2 separate regions of the Mus musculus genome follow, and region 2 is linked to region 1. A link is a contact called in public promoter capture Hi-C data. All regions are on one chromosome and are shown on one strand. The core of a region is the stretch at or near the end of the contact, and the rest is flanking DNA. Distances in the headings are between cores, read along the strand shown.

Region 1 (3,527 bases), core at 369-2,868:
TATAAAACAACTTACATGAGGGATTTTTTTTTCAAATTGAGATTTGAAAAAAATTTTAAGAAATTTCTTTCTGTCCCACATTAATTATAACGATTTCATCCTAGTATTGAAATTCAGTCATCATGTGGTTCTTCCTACTACAGCAAACGCCATGGTTAATATGCTAAGCTGACGTGGGACAGACACCTGTGTTAAATCTGGTGGGGGGGGGGGTACAGGTTTGTGTGAGGTAGGATGCATTTGACTCACATTCGCAGTGGTATCTACATAGAAAGCAGTTGGATAATGTCTGCCAGACCTAAAGCTATGCTTACCTCTCACCTCTTGCTCTGGACCAAGCTACCAATAGACAGCCAAACTGAGAGCACATTTACAGTCATAGATTAAAAACATCGAAGCTAAATAAAATAGAGAACACAACCAACAAACAAAAATGACCTAAGTGTGTATCAGTACATAGGTAGTTAAATAAATCATGATGTAGTCCACATAATGAAATGCTGTGAAGCGGTTATTTTAAAAAAGAGGTAAATTCCAAGTACTGAATTGAAATGTATTCTAATAATTTACTTCATGTGTGAATCAAAGCAAGAGCTCTGTAAGCTCATATCTTTGCAAGTTAAAGAAAGCTCTATAAAAGTTTGTGCTTGTACAAGCATTTCGTTTTCCTCCCCCCCCCCCGCAAAAAAATAAGGTTAACATGGTTCCGTGGTGCAGAAGAATCGTCAGAGGGGATTGAGAAGCCATAGTTAATAGTACCTTGCCATTTCATAAAAGCCCTTCCTTTCTTACTATCTCAAGGCTAATGATTTTCTAGGCGTCCAATAGCCTGCCTCTACCCTTCAGAGTGGCCGCAGTATCAGCATCAAATAGTGAGTGCAACTTTCTAATAGGTCAGAACATCCAGAGAACTGAGAGCTAGAAGCCCCCATCACAGCGGGACCTCCCTTTCTCACTAGGTATCTCCTTGTGGAGTCCCCAATAGGACTCGCTGCAGGGCTTGCCTCCTTGTCTCCAATTTGAAGTGCTGAGTTCTCTTTTTCACTTTTAGATAAAAATGCTTCTCCATCCCAACACACTTGTTGGATCGCTGAGTACCAGATTCTCAGCTGCAGCAGTTCCACTTCAGCTCAAACGAAAAATCTACTTAAACGTTGAAAAGGGACTTCACGCACTCCAAATTTATCCTGGCTTTATGGATTTCAATTCTGTAAAACTTCAAAAGTACTTCAGGGGAACATCTTCTCTGGCACCAATCCATCCCCTGGCAAGATGGAGTTATGCAAACAAGAAAGCAAAATAGAGGACCACAGCTAGCAGTTACAGGTGCTGTGTACCCTGATACTGTCTCCTGCCATTTCCATGTTCCGTGCTTCATAAACTTGAGTGTGAAAGCAGCAGAATACTGAACGAAAGGAAATTTCCAGCCTCCCACCTTTCACAATGCCCCAGCATGCTCCAGACCACCGATTCCCCAGTACCTTAAAGGATTCCTTGGAGCAGTCCATGTCTTCCCCGACGCCGCGATAGACAACGCCCTGGACCTCCTTCCTTTCCTCCGGGAGCAGAATCCTCCTCAAGCCGCGCTTCATTGACTCCACCTGGACGCCGGCTGGCGCAGCAGCTCTCCACAAGGCGGCACCTAGGGACAGGGCACCGGAAGCTGCAGCCGGACTTGGGACCTACAACTAAGCTCTGCTGGAGAGATCCCTGCAGCTATAGCCCCATTCTGCCTGCAGGGTAGGAGGGAACTTTTGCAAAGAGTTTTCCGAGCCTGGGCTACTTGTAGAGGAAGTAGCAGGCGGGGCTCTGGAGACAAAAAAAAAAAAAAAAAAAAAAAAAAAAAAAAAAAAAAACGAACCTAGTGGGCATCTGCCCCAGACTCTCCCCTTTAGGGAAATCACAGAGCAATTGCAAATTGAGGCAGATTCAGCAAATTTATTAAAATAAAAACAACCCCTCATAGTGGCCAGGGAGGCAGGAGTGGACAAGAGAGAAAGGTCGGGGTAGGGCGAGAGAATATAATCTGCAATTTTTAGTAAAATCTTCCCCCATTTGGACGTCCAGAAGTTCGACTGGGAATATAGCTCAGTCTGTGAAGTGCTTACCCAACCTTCAGGAAGTCCTGCGCACCATCTCCATTACATAAAACCAGGCATAATAGTGTGATCCCGCGAGCAATCCAACAGGCTGTAAGCCTGTACTTGGGACGTGGGGCTAGGAAGATCTGAAATCCAAGGTCATCCTGGACTGCGTGGCAAGTTTGAGTTCAGCCTGGACTACATGAGATTGGCTCAATAAGACAAAATCCCTAGGGCTGTTCCGCCCCTGCCCACCTCCCGGGAGGTTAGGGTGAGGGTGCTCTTGAATTATCAGAAGTATGATTTTCAGCAAATTTTCTCTTCCCAGTTGTCAGGATGAAGTGAATACCTCTTAGAATTGAGACTAGCCTGAGTCGCTTTGTATCTCAGACCGCATTTCCTGTAGATAAAAGCATTCATCTGCCTTAAGCCTTGACGTTTAAGATAGTTAATAAAATGGTTGTTTTTTCATTATGGTTAATAAAATAGCAGGTTAAATAGAAGCTGCAGTTTATCTGCGGAGGGTTTGTTGGTAGCATTGTTTGAGGGCTTTATCTTTCTGAGTCTGCCCTGAATTCACATCTCCACAGCATAGGTGTATACCATGGACAAAGAAGGGTATTCTGCTCCATCCAATAGTCCTGCAGCTAGCCATGAGGCTAGACACAGCACAGGGAGTCTGTGCAACTGCGGCTGCTGTTTGTCCTTGGCGAGATCGCAAATGGGTTGAGTTTGCAAAGAACAGAATTTTGGTTTACCAAACTGAGCCATTTTAAGGTTCTAGAGTATTCGATTCACACGTAACACAGATCACCACCACCAAACCCTAAAACCCACAAAAAACAGGGACACAACACTGGGCTGCATCCAGGAAAGCGTGGAGAATTGAATTACATCGGGCTGAATTTAGGAATGAGTCTAATGTGCTGATTGACACCGAGGAATCATGAAAAGGCCTGCTGTACAAATCTTATTGATACAGTAAGCTGTGACCAATGGAAGCCCTGCAGTGGGGATGATGTTGAGTGTAACACCAGTACCTGAGAGGAGACAGCTGGAAAATTTGAGTGGAGAATGCAGATATTGAAGTTTACCACTCTCAACTTTCTTCACACTAACAGGTAGCATGAGAGAGATGGGCTCCCTGTAAAGGAGGTGTTTGGAGTAATTCCTATGAGAAATCTAACTGAAGAAAGGAAAGGTTATGTATAGCAATCGCACTCACTGGAAGACCGAGAATGTCTGGGCTGTGAAAGACTGTGATTAGTGGCTTTCTCCCAAAGAGAACAAAGGAATGCATCACAGTGGTTTCCTCTGTTTTTAAGTTAAGGGGAGCTGGGGCAATAGAGGGCTTTGAATTCAGAGAAGAATGTGGAGTCAGGGAACAGCAACCACAGAGTGGGGCTGGGAAAATGTTTACCAGCCGCAGGTTACTCCAAAGTGTGG
Region 2 (3,598 bases), core at 1,040-3,539, 2.8 Mb after region 1:
ACCTCTACAACATGTACTCACTTGGAAATTCAGAGGTAGGTTAGCATACATTTTAAGGTAGTTCCTTACTTTCCACATACATGGATAATTACAGCATGCGGAATAGAATACTAGCAAAAGAAAATCATCTTTGCAGAAACATGTCAATTCCAGTGCTTTAGGCTACAAGTAGCTAATACTCAAGCCAAGCCAGTGTGGCTTAAACATCCATTTGTTATCTCCCATAACAAGAAAATGGAGTGATTGGTCAGGAACAGGGAGGAACAGACACTATTTATTCTTTTGTTCAACAGGTAAAGAGGTCATTCTTTAGTCTGTCCCTTCTCTTTGCTCAATAACAACTGTACTTTTCAAATCTCACAAATTAGCACCTAAAGATAATTTTTCTTTTGATCACAAAAGAAAACCACTGCAACCCCTGTCCTCAGCTCTAAATTCAGCCCTGCCTTCCTTGAATGATGAGCAAGCATTGCTTGAACTGTCTCTTACTACACTAGTCACTGCTACAGGGATCTATTTTCAACGTTGCTTAGAATAAGCACCAGTCACTTCCTAAGGTTGCTGCTGATGAGAAGGTGGGGACCCCATGTAAAACCAGACGCTACAGTTTCAGATGGAACAAAGATGTGGGAGATTATGTGTTGGCCAAGTACACAGCAGTATCTGCCACAATAGAGTAGAAATGCCACAACCTGCCATGGCTTTACAAGGGACTGCTTCAGTCATAAACCAAAGTGCCATTTTGACATTCATTTGATGTGGATAAGTTGTGCCTTTCTGTTGACAAATAGACGTTGCAATAATAAATAAAAACATGAACTGTATCAAAGAAAAGCTTATATAGTAAATTGGAAATGCAAGATTATTGAAGGCTTATGCTTAATATGATGAATATTTAGGCCATTCTTATATTAAATGTGATAATTGCCTTACCAAATTTCTTATCATCTTTATTTAAGTTCCTCTTCAAATATTTCAAAAATATGCAATCACTTTTAACAGATTTAACTCAATTCTCTCTATGATTTTTCAATGACACATAAAGTGTTCCATGTAGACATGATCTCCATCTTTACTATACTATACTATTACTATATCACCTGTCCTTTATCAGAAACTGGACTGTTTTAGATGTAAAAGCCCTATTTCCTGAATGCTAGGGACACTAATTATGAATTAATATTCCCAAACTACAAATTTGCATCTATTCTGTGTGTACAACGCTAAAGAAAAACCTTGTGACTCTATACCTGAGAATGTTCAGTGTGGCTCTCTTTCTGATATGTCTGCTTCCCATTCTTTGCTATTCTAGGAAACAAAGATTCATGTCACCAGGGACTTTGGGGTCTGACTACAGAAGAGCAGCTGGATAATGGAAAGAGACAGGTAATGGTTGGAACAATCTGATTTGGTCTTTGAGACATTCCAGATATAGAGACAGAAATTTGAGGTGAGGACTCTCAAAGGAGCCGATGCAAAGGCAGGGGAATTAGATAATCCACTTCAAAACAAAGTGTGCTTGTACAAACTGCACCACACTCAGTAGGGCAATACTTTTTGAGTTTACAATTAGTAAATTCCTACTCTAGGATGCAAAACAGGTATCTGTCCTGGGACTGAATTTTGAGATTCTGACAGTCTATCAATGATATATTGTTTAAAGGACTCTTCTTATTTTCACAAATGCCAAATGCTGGTGATCCTTTTTCAGAAGCCAACACCGCATGTTTCCTGACATGTCTCAACTGTCAGGCAATATCCACTTCAATAGTCTTCTGAAAGTCTTTCTCCATCTGGTCCTCATTAAGCTTTAGTAGCCAAAGAAAGACTTCTTCCTTCTAGAAACTAGAGACCAATGGGGATCCATTAGAAAAAAATAAAAAAACCTGTTTCTCTTTTTATCCCACCCCCTAGATTTCCTTTTGTGTGTACAAGACTGGAAGTTCTTAGCGTACCTCCATGCCCACTTACCTCAAGTTCTGGGGCTAGCTCCTTTGCAACCAGACTGTAAGTAATTTCAGCATCCCATCAGAGAGAATCTTAGGGGGAGGGTGTTTGATCTGAGAGAGGTGGGAGAAGCTAGAGGCTCTCTTCCCCCAGGGTCCAGACCTTGCCGTCCTCCACTCACAAAGGCACAGTGCACGCCCACAAAAGATCCTGGCTTGCTGCAAGTCGACTCCCACAGGCCAGAACTGGGTGGAGGTGGAGGTGGGGGTGGTAAAGGAGGGCTCTGGCATCACGTGCCTGTGCAGGCACCTCAATAAATGCCGAGTGCTGAGGAGCGGCGGAAGCGCCTGGCGCCAGGGCTCTGCAAGCTGAAGCAGGAGGTCCCCGGGGAGTTTTTCCTTTGTCCCACCTCACCCTAGATCTCTGGAACACCGGGAGCCCAACTCTGAGAGCTGCTTTCAGGGGCACTTTGCTAACTTTGAAGCCCGTGCCCACTGCTCCTCCCAGGTTTGCTTTGAGTCGCAGAGCTAGGGGCTCGCGTCCCCAGGGGTCAGCCAGCTCCTCACTCTGACTCCCGTGGTGGCCTGGTCCTTGTCGCCTCTGTGAAGGGCAGAGTCAAGGCAAGGAGCAGCTGCAGAGACAAGCAGTTCTGCCAGGCTCCGCTCTCCGGGGAACATCACACTGGAGAGGTAAGGGCGATGCACAAGCTGCATCCAGAGTGGTCCAGCTGCCAGGTTTTCCTGGTTCCCTGTTTGGAAACATCATCTAGGAAAAACTGACTTGTAGAGAAAGGTCTGGCCAAGAAAGGGTAGATGGGTTGCAGGGCAGGAACTCTTCATTTCACCTTGTCCTGGGGACGCCCTCCCCGCAGGGTTCAAGTGAACCTTGGCCTCCTGTTGTATGTGAGGGACATACTCTGAAGTTCTCCAGGAGAGCGCTTGGTAGGGTTAAATTCACATGTTGGGCACAAATTTTGCCGGAATATGGGAATAAGATTGATTTTTCCATCTGCACATGGGTGAAAAAAAAAAAGTTGCTCCAGGGGCCTGAGCCATTCATTTGCAGTGAACCTCGGGGCCATCTCCAGGTACCAGCAATACAGGCATGAGTCGTGTATGAATAGCTATGAACCAGAGATGAAATGCTGGGATATTGTGCCTTTAAAAATAAAAATAAAACAAAGCAAATTAAATAGAAAACTTGAAAGTTTCTGCAGAATGTAAAAGCTTCCAGACAAAAATAAAACACTATATAAATAGTACTCATTGTAAGGTATGTCATTTAAAACCTTGTAATTCAGAAATTATTCTCAAGCCTTGAGCTTCCCCGGCTCCTTTTGCCCTCGACTTTTGGCTTAGTGGTTAGCTTGGAAAAATATTTTGTGTCAACAGCACATTGTAAAAGTTCTTTATGGAAAAATGGAGGTGATAGAAAACGTATTTTCAAAACCGGAGTGCTTATGTGTTGGGGTTTGCTATCATAAAATAATTTCATCTGAATCGTGTGACATGTCTTATAGCCACAAGGAGTGGAAGAGCCTGTCTTGGAGATTTTCCCCGGGGAAACCCAGAGGCCATTCATTATGATGTGTAAGGCACAGGAGTGGCTCAGAGTGACCGCACTGCTATTTGTGGCTAGAGCAGTTCCAGCT

What was found. Promoter capture Hi-C pulls out the DNA fragments that hold promoters and counts their contacts.
Region 2: a contact with region 1 is called in a promoter capture Hi-C map of hippocampal neurons, with 5 times the contacts expected there. The contact joins the promoter of Crispld1 here to the promoter of Trpa1 in region 1. A contact is called at or near these places in 4 of 39 promoter capture datasets (the 3T3-L1 cell line, hippocampal neurons and liver).

Annotation. Positions count from the first base shown.
Region 1 is chr1:14,917,244-14,920,770 of GRCm38.p6, forward strand. It overlaps Trpa1 (transient receptor potential cation channel, subfamily A, member 1), which reads right to left and starts at 1,619. Exons shown (of 26, transcript NM_001348288.1): 1 at 1,482-1,619. The coding sequence starts at 1,592.
Region 2 is chr1:17,725,128-17,728,725 of GRCm38.p6, forward strand. It overlaps Crispld1 (cysteine-rich secretory protein LCCL domain containing 1), which reads left to right and starts at 2,290. Exons shown (of 15, transcript NM_031402.2): 1 at 2,290-2,636; 2 at 3,467-3,598. The coding sequence starts at 3,530. Gm16070 (predicted gene 16070) reads right to left here and starts at 2,519. Exons shown (of 7, transcript NR_130314.1): 1 at 1,972-2,519.